Linked DNA regions of Sus scrofa: region 1 is linked to region 2. A link is a contact called in public HiChIP or PLAC-seq data. All regions are on one chromosome and are shown on one strand. Each heading gives the region's core, a stretch centred on a gene start, on an enhancer-like site or on the middle of the called end of the contact. The rest is flanking DNA. Distances are from core to core; before and after follow the strand shown.

Region 1 (5,825 bases), core at 795-3,294, 330 kb after region 2:
TTAAACTTCTTCCAATTAAATGAAGTGAAGAGCGATGACATTTTTCCATATTCTCGACTTCACACACACACACACACACACACACATTCAGTCACACCCAAACTACCACTGAATTTAGGACTTAGTTTCAGACTTTCTTCTTCTTTCTGCAGTGTAATTCCTACCAGTGATAGAGACCTACCATTTAATATAATAAAGTGCTGGTCTAGTATTATAGCTGGGAATCATCAGCCATAGACCAGGTGACAGTAAGGTAATTTTGAAATGATAAGAAACTGAGGTGCAGATTTCAACCCTGAAACTTACTAGCACCCCATGGGACCTACCCAAAGAGTTCAGTCTCTTTAAACCTCAATTTTTGCCCTGGCAAATGAGGATGTTCACCTTTTCCTTACAGTTCACTGCTTTCCTTATGGTGATGATTACACACCATGTGTAAGGACTAGGCTAGTCATAGGCACACGTGTGTTTACTGTCTAAATTTGAATTCTTTTGCTTCACCAGTTTATTATATTTTTTGATTGTTTGTTTTTCCTTTTTCTGCTGCACCAGTGGCATATGGAAGTTCCTAGGCCAGGGATCAAATCCAAGCTGAGCTGTGACCTATGCCACAGCTAGAAACACCACCAGATCCTTTACTCACTGGGCCACAGTGGGAACACCTGTTATAGTTTTGTTGAGGGTTCAATTGCTTAAGAAGTAATCATTTGAAAGAAAGCAAAGCAAGATGTCTTTGACTCTTTTTTTTTTTTTTCTTTGTGCTTGTGGGCTATCAACATGCATACTCCAGCCCCAAAGGACAGTGATATTATCCACTACTCAAATATATGACTAAATGGCATAGGATGATAACAGGCTCTCCATATGCAGACTTATACAGGCCAGCTGTGCTGCTTCCTTAAGCCTGTCCAAACAGATGCAGGCTCTCCTGGCCAGCACTAGGAAAGGTCTTTTCCAGCTTTTAGAACATGTTGATTTCCAGCATTTATTTCTCATCTTTAATCTGCCCCTTCGTTTATATAGGGATGTCTTTTAAAAAATTCTCAATGTCAAATATAGAATAACAGTGGATCTGTGATAGCAAAAGTATTGGAGACAACCTTACACTCACCAGTGGGGAACTGGTTACCTAAATTGTGGCATATGCACATGACAGAGTATTCTGTGGCCATTCACAAGAATCATAGGTACTGATGTGGAATACTTTTGGTGTTGCTGGCGAGGACAAGATAAGCTTTCAATGGCACCTCGTTGGGCTTTGAGAGGACTGGTGAGGACACCACTTCTGGGGGCAAAATAGTTTTGTTTGCTGGACTCCAGGGACAAGGCTGTTTTGGCGAATATAGGTCACGTATATCTTGATTATCGGCCTCACACATCTTTGACAGTTTGAGACCTGTTTTCTCCGCAGCCCATGCATGACACACAGCATTATCCGTGTGCAAACCCTGGGAAAATGCTCAGGTTAATGTTTTTCTGTTGTGCTCAATCTGAGATAGCGACCCTGGCCTTTGGACATATATCACTTTTTGCTCTTGGGACATTTTCCTTTTATAGACTTCACAGTCTTATAGGGCAGACACCTTGACCTGGTACTCAGAACCATGTCCAGCATATAGTAGGCCTTTAATAAATATATTTTAAAAACATCGTTTTCATCTCATGGTACAAGGAAACGATTCCACTTCCGAGCAGTATTTCTCCATTCTGATCTTGATTGTTAGCTGCCTGTGAGCTTGATGCCTTTTGCCTGCACCCATGATGTGGAGAGCCTTCTTCCTTTGCCTTTCCTAATCATGCTAGCCTCGTGTTCTGTTCAGAGCTTTGAAGCATCTGACTTGAGCAAGTGGAGAGATTAGGGATGTGGCATTTGAAAGGGGAACAGCCAGTTCCCCCAGAGAGTTTCATTGATCCCAGCATATCGGTCTCGCAAGCTCGTTCCCCTTGGCTCCTCCACAGGCAGGCGAGCTGAGATGCCATGCCTGTGGCCCACCCTCCCTGTCATCAGGTTACCTGTAATGTAAGACTTCCAGAAAAAGGCTGCCAGCTCTGCAGAAACCTAATGCAAGCCAGCCCATTGCGTGGCCCTCTGGAATCCTGGGACTCTTAAGAATAGCCCGTCAAAGGACATGATGTACAGACAAACTTTTCCATGGTGAACATGATTTATTAGCTTCCTTACACAAAGGAAACACTTCTCCCATCTGTGTGGGAGCCTTAACTCTGGGGCTTGTCTTCAAATTGAGTGGCTGTTAGATTTCATTCCTGAGGGACAGAAGTCGATAGACTGGGCTCTTGACAGGGGTCCATTTGTTAATCATAACAAGGTTATTTTCACTTCTTGCCATAGCTGTCCTATAAATCTCTGGAGGTACACCTAGGAGTGTGTTTTTGGGCCCTTCCCATGACAATGAAAATAATAACATTGAGCACTGTCAACTGTTATCCAAGCTGTTTCTCAGTTTTTAGAATATTGAGGAAGAAGGGCCTGAACAAAGGACTTGGAGATTCTTAGTTACGGTTCATGTTACTTACTTAACTCTAGGTTTTGGATTCGAAAGTGAATTTCCTTTGTAAGCCATGCTGCAGGGGTATCATGCCATTCCAGAGCAGAATAACTTAATCAGCCAGTTTGCCCTAAGTTATTTAAAGTAACTCTAGGCTAATGTATTTGTGATAAGCCAGTTTCATCTAGTCTAATGTCGAGGGCCCTCCCACACTATTCTGAGTGATTTACTGGATGTACCATAGAGTTTCTATTTAAAAGAAAAAGAATAATATTTATTTATTGCATTAGTATTATGAGAACCAACCACTGATTAAGAAGAAATAAACAGCAAATTTTAATTAAGCTTGCCTTTCTTTTTATATTACAAAAAGAATAAAAGCAGCCCTCCCTTTTTTCCTTATTCTTTGTCCTGCTCCTTTTCCTCCTCCTCCAATCTTGCCCCCCCTTCTTCCTCCTCTTCCTTTTCCTCTTCTTTTTCACTTATGTTATCATTCATAGTAGTCAGTTTGGTTTTGTAGGTATTACCAGCCAGTCAATACTTTGTTTTTTCTCTGTAGCTTTGGTTTCCCAGAATGATGAATTATTATGAGGAGGATTATGATACAAATAAATTACTATGGCAGTTTCTATCAAGAACAGGAATCAGAACATCAGGCCTGTTTCTTGAACAAATCGCTTTTACTAGTAATAGACTACCTTGGAGGTGGAAAACCCAAATATCTGTGGGACTGGGGATAGGGTAAATGAGTCAAATGGTGAGGATGGGGACAGTGGCCTGATAAGCCCTACCCTACCTTGTCCACAGGGGTATGTGCTTTGCACCTCCAGCCTGGTGTCCTGGGGGAAGGCAGAACTGGAGTTAAAAGATCAAATTTTCAAGAGCATCTAGAAACCTCAATTTGCATGCAGTATTTCCAGATCTTTAAATGATATTATTGTTATTTTTTTTAGTTGTGAAAACCAGACCAAACAAAACAATAGTCTGACTGAATGTCATCCCTGTGGTTTACTTAACAGTGACAAGGGATGATAATTAAAGTTTAAATAAAATAACTGGAGACTAGAGCCAGCAGTATTCCATTAGGAAATAATAATTCTCTGTTCCTTTCAAAAGTTGTATAGATTAATCCCTTCCTGCAATAAACTGAGTACTACATCATCAAAGAAGATCTTTCTCAATTTGTTTCCCTACCATCACATTCCTATAACATTTTATTTTATGAAAGTATAATAATGTGCAATAATGGATCCTTGGCATAAAAAAAGAATCTTGGTTGTTTGTTTGGTTTTTTTAATCAGAGGATTTATGGGACTCCATAACTCTCTAAAATTGGCCAAAGCTGTCCTCAGAAAAGGACAGTGAAATTTAAAGGGCTTCAGATTAGTTTTCTCAGCTTAGCAATTGCTGCCTGATTTTTAGTTGGCACATAGAGAGTGTGCCAGAGCAAAAGTAACCAGAAGATTGAGATATAAACAGAGAATAGGAGTTCCCATCGTGGTGCAGTGGAAATGAATCTGACTAGGAACCATGAGGTTGCAGGTTCTATCCCTGGCCTTGCTTAGTGGGTTAAGGATCCAGCATTGCCATGAGCTGTGGTGTAGGGTCACAGGCTTTGCTCGGATCCCGTGTGGTTCTGGCATAGGCTCTAATTTGACCCCTAGCCTGGGAACCTCCATGTGCCTCGGGTGCGGACCTAAAAAGACAAAAAATAAAAATAAATAAAAAATAAACAGAAAATAATGTCATAGTATTTTTTTAATGGCTCAAGAAAAATACTGTGTATCATTAAGTTTGACAGAGGTGCCTCCAGATCAGCCCTGAATGAATGATGTGTGCCATTTACTGGTCCCGGTGCTTTCCCATATGTGAGCTTTACACCTTCTCATGTTTGCATTCCCCCATATTAGCCATTTCCATAGTGTGACCAAGTCGTGTAAGTGTCCCCGCCCCCTCTGGTGGAGAAGGGCAGATGGATTTTTCTCATGAAAGGTATGTAGCAATCAGCTGTCATGTCATGAGTAAAAGCAACTGTGCAAGAAATAAATCCTCATGGTTTTACATCTGTAGGATCAGTATCTCTATTAGGTCTCTGTAGCCAGGATACTTGAGATAATGTAGCTTTCTGCCCAACAACTTCTAATTTTTTGAGATTAAAGAAAAGGTTCCTGTGGAATACAAGGAGAATCTTTAAAACTCTTTGAAGCCCTGCAGATGTTCTGTAGACATGGAATAGTTTGTGGAGTAACTAGAATTAGGCACACAGGGGCCTAACGGTACTGATCTTAGCAGCCATCTCTTCCATGGCCTTTTTTTTTTTTTTTTTTTTTTTTTTTTTACTTAGAGTATAGTGGATTTACAGCATTGTGTTAATTTCTGCTGTACAGCATAGTGACCCAGTCACACATACCTGACACACACACACATAGACACACACACACACACATATATATAGAGAGAGATATATATAGGTATATATATATATATATATATATATATATATATACACATTCTTTTTCCCATATTATCTTCCATCATGGTCTGTCCCAAGAGACTGGAAAGAGTTCCCTGTGCTGTACAGTAGGACCTCAGTGTTAATCTATTCTCAATGTAACAGTTTGCATCTACTAACCTCAAACTCCCCCTCCATCCCACTCCCTCACCACTCCCCCCACCCTCCGCAATCACAAGTCTTTTCTCTAGTCTCTGAGTCTTGTTTCTGTTTTGTAGATAGGTTCATTGTGCCACGTTTTAGATTCCACATGTAAGTGATATGTAGTATTTGTGAAACAGACTCTTCCATGAGTTTTAATAAAAATTGCGACCTCATTATCAGGGTCCCCTCAGCTGAAGTTTAAAGGAAATTGAGAATAGCCAGAGAGCCTAGATCTAATGTATTGTGAGGTAGATTAGGGAGAGATTCTCACTTTACAGATAGAATGAGCCTTTTCATTTTAGTTTGGATCTAATAACGAAGACTCATGATCTCTTAGTGAAAAAAAGCAAAACAGTGTAATTTGCCGCCTTGTTACTGTATTAGAAGGGTCTGAAGAAGTGCATGGTAACTTCCAGTTGTTTTATGTGGAGTTAGTTTTACATCTTCAAGTTCATCAAATAGGTGTTCTTTTGTGGGTTACTCCTTTAGTTTGCATTTTTGTTTTACTTTTAATGCTATTTAACCAGTATCATCCACACTCAATCTTATAGAAAATAAAACGAATATGAGAGCACCATTTCAAAAGACTTTTTTTTGAGTGGTTTCCAAGTTGTATTAAATAAGGAGAATCATAATTGTTTAACTTAAGGATCCTCATTTAA
Region 2 (6,204 bases), core at 948-3,447:
TAAGACGTGGTTTCTGCCCTCAAATTACTCCAGCCCTGTAAGGGAGAGACAGGGACTCTGAATCATATGCTGCAGACTAACCAAACCAACAACTGATTTTATGAACTTGATCTTTTCCCTTGTGATATTGGATATTTCTAAGAATTAAATCTTTCATCAAATTATAAACAGTGATGAGCTGTTTTATTCAAAAAATATTCGTGATGGTCTATCACGTAGCAAGATATTGCTAAGTATTAGAGATACAGGCAAAACTGAAGACTGGGCCCTTAATCATTTAACAGCCTGGTAAAAGGAAATCACCAATGATGTGCCATAGACTAGGTATAATGCTCCCTGGAATTCTAAATAGGTTTTGAATAATAGTAGCATTATTAAAATATCTGTAAATTCTGGGGTTAATAGACACAAACTATTGCCTTCAGAATGGATAAGCAATGAGATCCTACTATATAGCACTGGGAACTGTATCTAGTCACTTATGATGGAGCATGATGGAGGATAATGTGAGAAAAAGAATGTATATATGTATGTATGACTGGGTCACTTTGCTGTACACTAGAAAATTGACAGAACACTGTAAACTAACTATAATGGAAAAAATAAAAATCATTAAAAAATATCTGTAAACTTCTAAAAGGACTATTTCGAATGGATAAAAATAAATCTATGTTTATTTGGAAGTGTGATCTCTGGTCTGTTTGGGGGACGGGGACAATATAGCAAGATACAAAAGACTCTGTCCTTGGATCTTGAGATACAGCTTCTAGTGCTACTCTTTCTGTGTGATTTTGGGAATTTTATCCACTCTAGCCCTTCATTTACTGTGCTGTAAAATTAAGAAAATTGACAAGTTATTTTCTAACATCTGGGCCAATCCAATGAATGCAAGTGACTGGACATCACAGACTTGACTTCTTCAGTTGTTCATCTGCAAGGTCAATGGTGAAAAAAACCCGACCATGTGGGTCTAAAATGACAGGGCCAGCTGTACTAAGACCTTCGTAAAATGAACTGAGAAATGGAACTTCGAAACCAGAGGGACTTCCCAGAGAGCTGGTGAAAAGCCCTTCTTCCCCAGAGCCCAGCTCCTAGCCTAGCTTCCATTTCAGATATACCAGTTTCATGAAAAGAAGGCTCCTGAAATGAACCTGTTTGTGATCACAAATTCTTTAAGATCCAGGCCAGCCTAATCCCTTGACCTGAGGTTGTACTGAATAGAGGGATTAGGGTATTTGATGTGAAAGGTGAGACATCCTGAGGTTAGAGTCTCAGGATGAGGTCACTGGTTTGGCCCCTTGCTTATGAGACCTCAAGCAAGTTCTGTGCCAACGCAGGAGAGGTTTCCTCCTTATTTGGTTTGTGATATACACTGGACAGTCACCGCAGTGCTAATCGCAAATAAAATAGGGAGAAAACAACCTATTTGCTTGCCTAACATTTTCCACTGAACCACAATGAACTATTGCAGAAAGCAGGTGCAAATTCATATGGTGCCATTTCTACCAGTTTTCTTACAGCAAAGCAGAGTCGCAAAAGATGAACTGCCTTCTGTCTGGTCTAACTTATTTCTCCAACCATTGGTTTTGGTTAACCTTGGTGAACTATTATTAATTTCTCTTATGAATGTATGTTATTGGGTTGAAATTTTGTATTCCTGATATATTTATTTCCTTAGTATAAAAAATTATTCTATGGATGTTTCAACCAGTACCAATTTTCTGGACAACCACACATAGAATGAGTAGAAGAGAGATTTTTTTTTCCGTGTATATTTGCACTGGGGATTGTATTGTCCTATGTTTATATGAGACTTTAGTTGATGGTTGGTATGGGGCATTATATTATTGGGGAAAACTCCTGACTATTTGGTTTTTAGACATGAACACACACACACAAAATGCCTGCTGAGTGTTAGTTCTCTCAATGCAAAGTGAAATACATGAGGAACTTTGCTCCTCTCACAGAGCAACAGTGAAAGGATATTCCTCAAATTATCAAAGGGACAGTATATTCTTTTTTCATTTTTATATTTCTAGCCAAATATTCTTTCTCATGTGCCAGAGGAGACTTTGCATTATGCAAAGGTTTTAGTCACTAGAGGGAGATGTAATCACAAACTCCCTTTAGTAGGTTGGAGACCATGGGACAGATGGAAGGCAAAGGAGCCAGGAAATGACTTGGTCCCATATCCTGCCAGAAATCTCAGTGGTAACAGAGATCCAATGGGTATCTTATGTTAAGCTCACTCTCTGGTATGCTGATGGCTACTTACCAGAAAACAGCTCATCTATCCAAACCTGCAAGGACATCTCTACTGAAAAATTGGCACTCTTAAAGGGCCACAACTTCCATCTGTGTTTAAGTAAACACCTGTTACTGTTAGATGTCGTAGGTTGTTGAAAGCCTGGGCTACTTAGCAGTATCACGGAATATAAATATTTTAAAGAATATTTATGGATCCCATAAATACTTTTCTTCTTAAAGGAACAGAGATCCTGGAGTAGCAGAGGAGATAGGAAATTTACAGGTCACTTAGTCCCTTCCCCTCAATTTAGAGATGAAAGAACTGGGTCTCAGAAGAAATTCGTTTAAAGATAGTACTTAGTAGCTACTCACTGAACTAGAATTTAGGTCTCCTCACTCCTAATTCAATGTTCATTTTACCACTTTCCTTTCTATATTTCATGAAGACCTACTACTTGCTGGGTCCAGTTAGTGCTACAAAGATGAGTAAATGTTGTCTGTGACCTAAAGGAACATATGAGTAACAATTATTGGAAGGCTATGGAGGGTCCCACAGTGGAGGAACTCAAAGGGGCTAAATAAAAACAAAAGAGCTAATTCATGTACATGGTTTGGATTGCAGGTATCCCAAATACATACTATAAAGTAAATTTTTCATTCAGGTTCCCTCTCCAAACCTTGCCATCTCTGGATATTCCAGTCTCAACCCCTCTTTCGGTGAATTATTATAAATTTAAAAAATATTAGTAAGTGATGCTCAATGAAAAAAATGTATAAAATTTTAAGTAATGTTTAATCCTACTTATATAACAAGGGACATGTGTACAGAATTGAAACTGGAAGTAAATAAGATAAATGTTTACAAGCACTTGGTTTCTGAGGGCTAAAATTATGGATGACTTTTATTTTCTATCTTTTTAGTAATTATTATAGAAGTAATAGATGAATATATTTTATTATAAAAATCAAAATGTAAAACTTGGAACTTTAAAAAAATTAGAAGATATAGAATATGTTAGTGATATTAGAATTAGTGAGGATTCTATAAACAAATCCAAGAAAGCACAAACCATAAAAAAAATATTGATAGTTTTGACTATATTAAAATTTAAAACTTTTTTATGATGATATAGTGTACAAGAGCAAGTGGAAGACTGAAAGAAGACTCTTGAAACTCAAATAAATGATAATGAATAATGAAAACTGTGTCCTTAATTTATAAGAAACTTCTAAAATTAATGAGAAAATGTCAAATAACCCAATAGAAATATGACTAAATATTAAATATAGGAATTTTGAAAAAAGAGAAAACTGAAAGGCCAATACATATCTGAAACTCCTCTAGCAGTCAGAGAAAGTTAATTGAAATCATAGTGAAATTCACAACTATTAGACTAGCAAATTAAAAACTTGGAAAGTATCAAAGACATCCCACTGGTGGGAGAGCAAATTGGGAAAATCATTAGCAATGGTATTTGGGAATATCAAATACATTTGAAAATATCATACTCTTATGACTGAAAAAATCATTTTTAGGACTATTACTTAGAGGAATGCTTATATACCTACATGAAGAAATATGTTCAAGAATAATCATTATGATAGAATTTGTAAGACGGAAGTTGGTGAATGATATTCAGTAGGTGAATGAATATATAAACCCAGTGAAATTCTAGGCAGCAATGAAAATAACTGAACTTAATCTTCATGTATCAAGATGGATAATTATCAGGAGTTCTAGTCATGGCACAGCGGTAAAGAACCCAACTAGGAGGTGGGTTTGATTCTCACTCAGTGGGTTAAGGATCTAGTGTTGCCATGAGCAGTGGTATGAGTTGCAGACACGGCTTGGATCTGGTGTTGCTGTGGCTGTGGTGTAAGCTGGCAGCTGCAACTCTGATTTGACCCTTAGCCTGGATCCTCTGTATGCCGTGGATGCGGCCCCCAAAAAAAGATAATTACCAGAAACATAATGTTAGGGTGAAAAAGAGATATCATTGGATACATACAATATATTAACATTTAAATTGTTTTAAATTAAGTAAAAGACATTATTTGTACATGCTTATGTATGTATTAAGCTTATAAATCATATTGTGGGAAGGATATATATGAACAGCAAAACAGATATGATTCCTAGGGAGAAAAAGGGGGAATAGAATTTTAGGAAATTGTAGGATAAATTTGTATCCTGAACTTTTATTTCTCAGCAATTTTATGTCTTTGAAAACATGTTGTATTTCTTAAAAAGAATGATTGTATTTATTTCTCCCTAAATATGTTTTTATTTCTTTAAAATTCTGACGCCAATATGGCAAAACATAACAACATAGAAATCTGGTTGGTGTTTATATGCATGCCTGTTAATTATTTTCCATATTTTTGTGTATTTTAAATATTTCATGACACAAATTAAAACATTAGAAAATCAAGACATATCAGATAATGATGAACTAATAAATTGTAAAAATGTGCATTTATGAATCTTTTGGAATATTGAACACTGGCTGGATACTTCATGAATTAAATGATGAATTTTTAAAATATGGATAATTATATGAAAATTTACTTATAATATCATGCCTGGGATTTTCTTCAAACTTATTTACAAAGGGTGAAAATAGATAGGAGTAGGGATATAATTAGATTGGGTTTAAGTTGATAATTATTAAAATTGGGAGATATAGACATGGGGATTCAGTGTATTAGTGTCTTTACCTTCCCACAATGAAAAGTAGAAAAATGAATTGTTTAAAAAATAAGAAATTTGTAGAAGAAAAAAAAAAAAAAAAACTACCTACAGCTTAAGTTCCTCTTCTAATTGCCATCACACTGTTGTCATTTCCAGACCTATTCCCTGAAGTCCTGAATACATCTATTCCTATAGAAAAGGAAATGTTTGCTTATTATATATGTCATCATACTAAAAATATTGGGTACCTTCCTTCCTCTCACCAACAAACATTTGCTAGAAATCTATCTATGGCAGTACAATGTCCCCACATAAGTATTCTTTCTTTCTTGTGTGCCTTGAGGCATATGGAGTTCTCAGGCCAGGGATCAAATCCAAGCCACAGTTATGATCTGCACCACAGCTGTGGCAATACTGGATCCTTAACCCACTGCGCCCTGCCAGGGATTAAACCTAGGTGCTAGCACTCCAGAGAAACCACCAATCCCATTCACTGCATGGGAACTCTCCCACATAATCATTCTTAAGGCTGCATTAAACTCCGTACAAGGACATAACTTACTATCTTATTGAGCTATAGTTTTCTAAATCCAGTTGAGAATGTATGAACATAGTACAACTAACATTCTTTTGTAAATGTTATGGACATATTTCAATGATTTTTAATTTATAAATTTTTTTGCAATTAATATCTATCTAGAATTTTTCAAAATAAAATATGCACATCATGAAAACTAAGGCTTCCAATGACAACCACAAGTCTTCTGTCTTAGCTTTTCACACTGTCCAGGACATTTAGCCATTTATGGATTAAGTTCATCTGCTGGTTATTTCCAAAACCCTAAATAATGCACTTATACCACTATTACTTTTATTTGAAAATGTTACATGACATTGTTTGAAATTTTGCAAGATGAAAATTTAACCTTATTATATTAGTTCTCATTTCTTTCCAATATTTCATTTTCATGTAGTTCTATTGCTTATATTTGTAACTTTAAATGTAAGTTAAACTACTTATGATCTTATAAATATACTTATATCTTTGTTTCTTTTTTCACCAACTTCAGATAGGGCTGCTCTGCTGTTCACTTTGGAAAAGAGGAAATTAATTTCCCTAGTTTTATTTTTATACCACATCCCCCTTCTAACTCCTGTCAGCCATACTTTTCAAGATTAATAATTGCATTATCTTGGAGTTCCAGTCGTGGCTCAGTGGTTAACGAATCCGACTAGGAACCATGAGGTTGCGGGTTCGATCCCTG

Evidence for each region. HiChIP or PLAC-seq counts read pairs in DNA pulled down with a chosen protein or histone mark.
Region 1: an H3K27ac HiChIP or PLAC-seq map of skeletal muscle shows a contact between it and region 2, with 12 times the contacts expected there. The contact joins two enhancer-like sites. A contact is called at or near these places in 3 of 47 Hi-C or Micro-C datasets (psoas muscle and skeletal muscle) and 1 of 2 datasets of contacts at active chromatin or transcription factors (skeletal muscle).

What each region holds. Positions count from the first base shown.
Region 1 is chr13:127,265,932-127,271,756 of Sscrofa11.1, forward strand. The region is part of intron 5 of TP63 (tumor protein 63); the gene reads left to right. Among named protein-coding and RNA genes, the nearest start is that of TP63, 150 kb to the left of the region's middle. Within about 2 kb of position 2,045, at least 2 of the 83 cell types and tissues checked have an H3K27ac peak or open chromatin away from gene starts, as enhancers often do. A contact at or near this core is called in skeletal muscle, where this site is marked.
Region 2 is chr13:126,931,519-126,937,722 of Sscrofa11.1, forward strand. The region is part of intron 1 of LOC106505765 (a long non-coding RNA gene); the gene reads right to left. Among named protein-coding and RNA genes, the nearest start is that of TP63, 180 kb to the right of the region's middle. Within about 2 kb of position 2,198, at least 1 of the 83 cell types and tissues checked has an H3K27ac peak or open chromatin away from gene starts, as enhancers often do. A contact at or near this core is called in skeletal muscle, where this site is marked.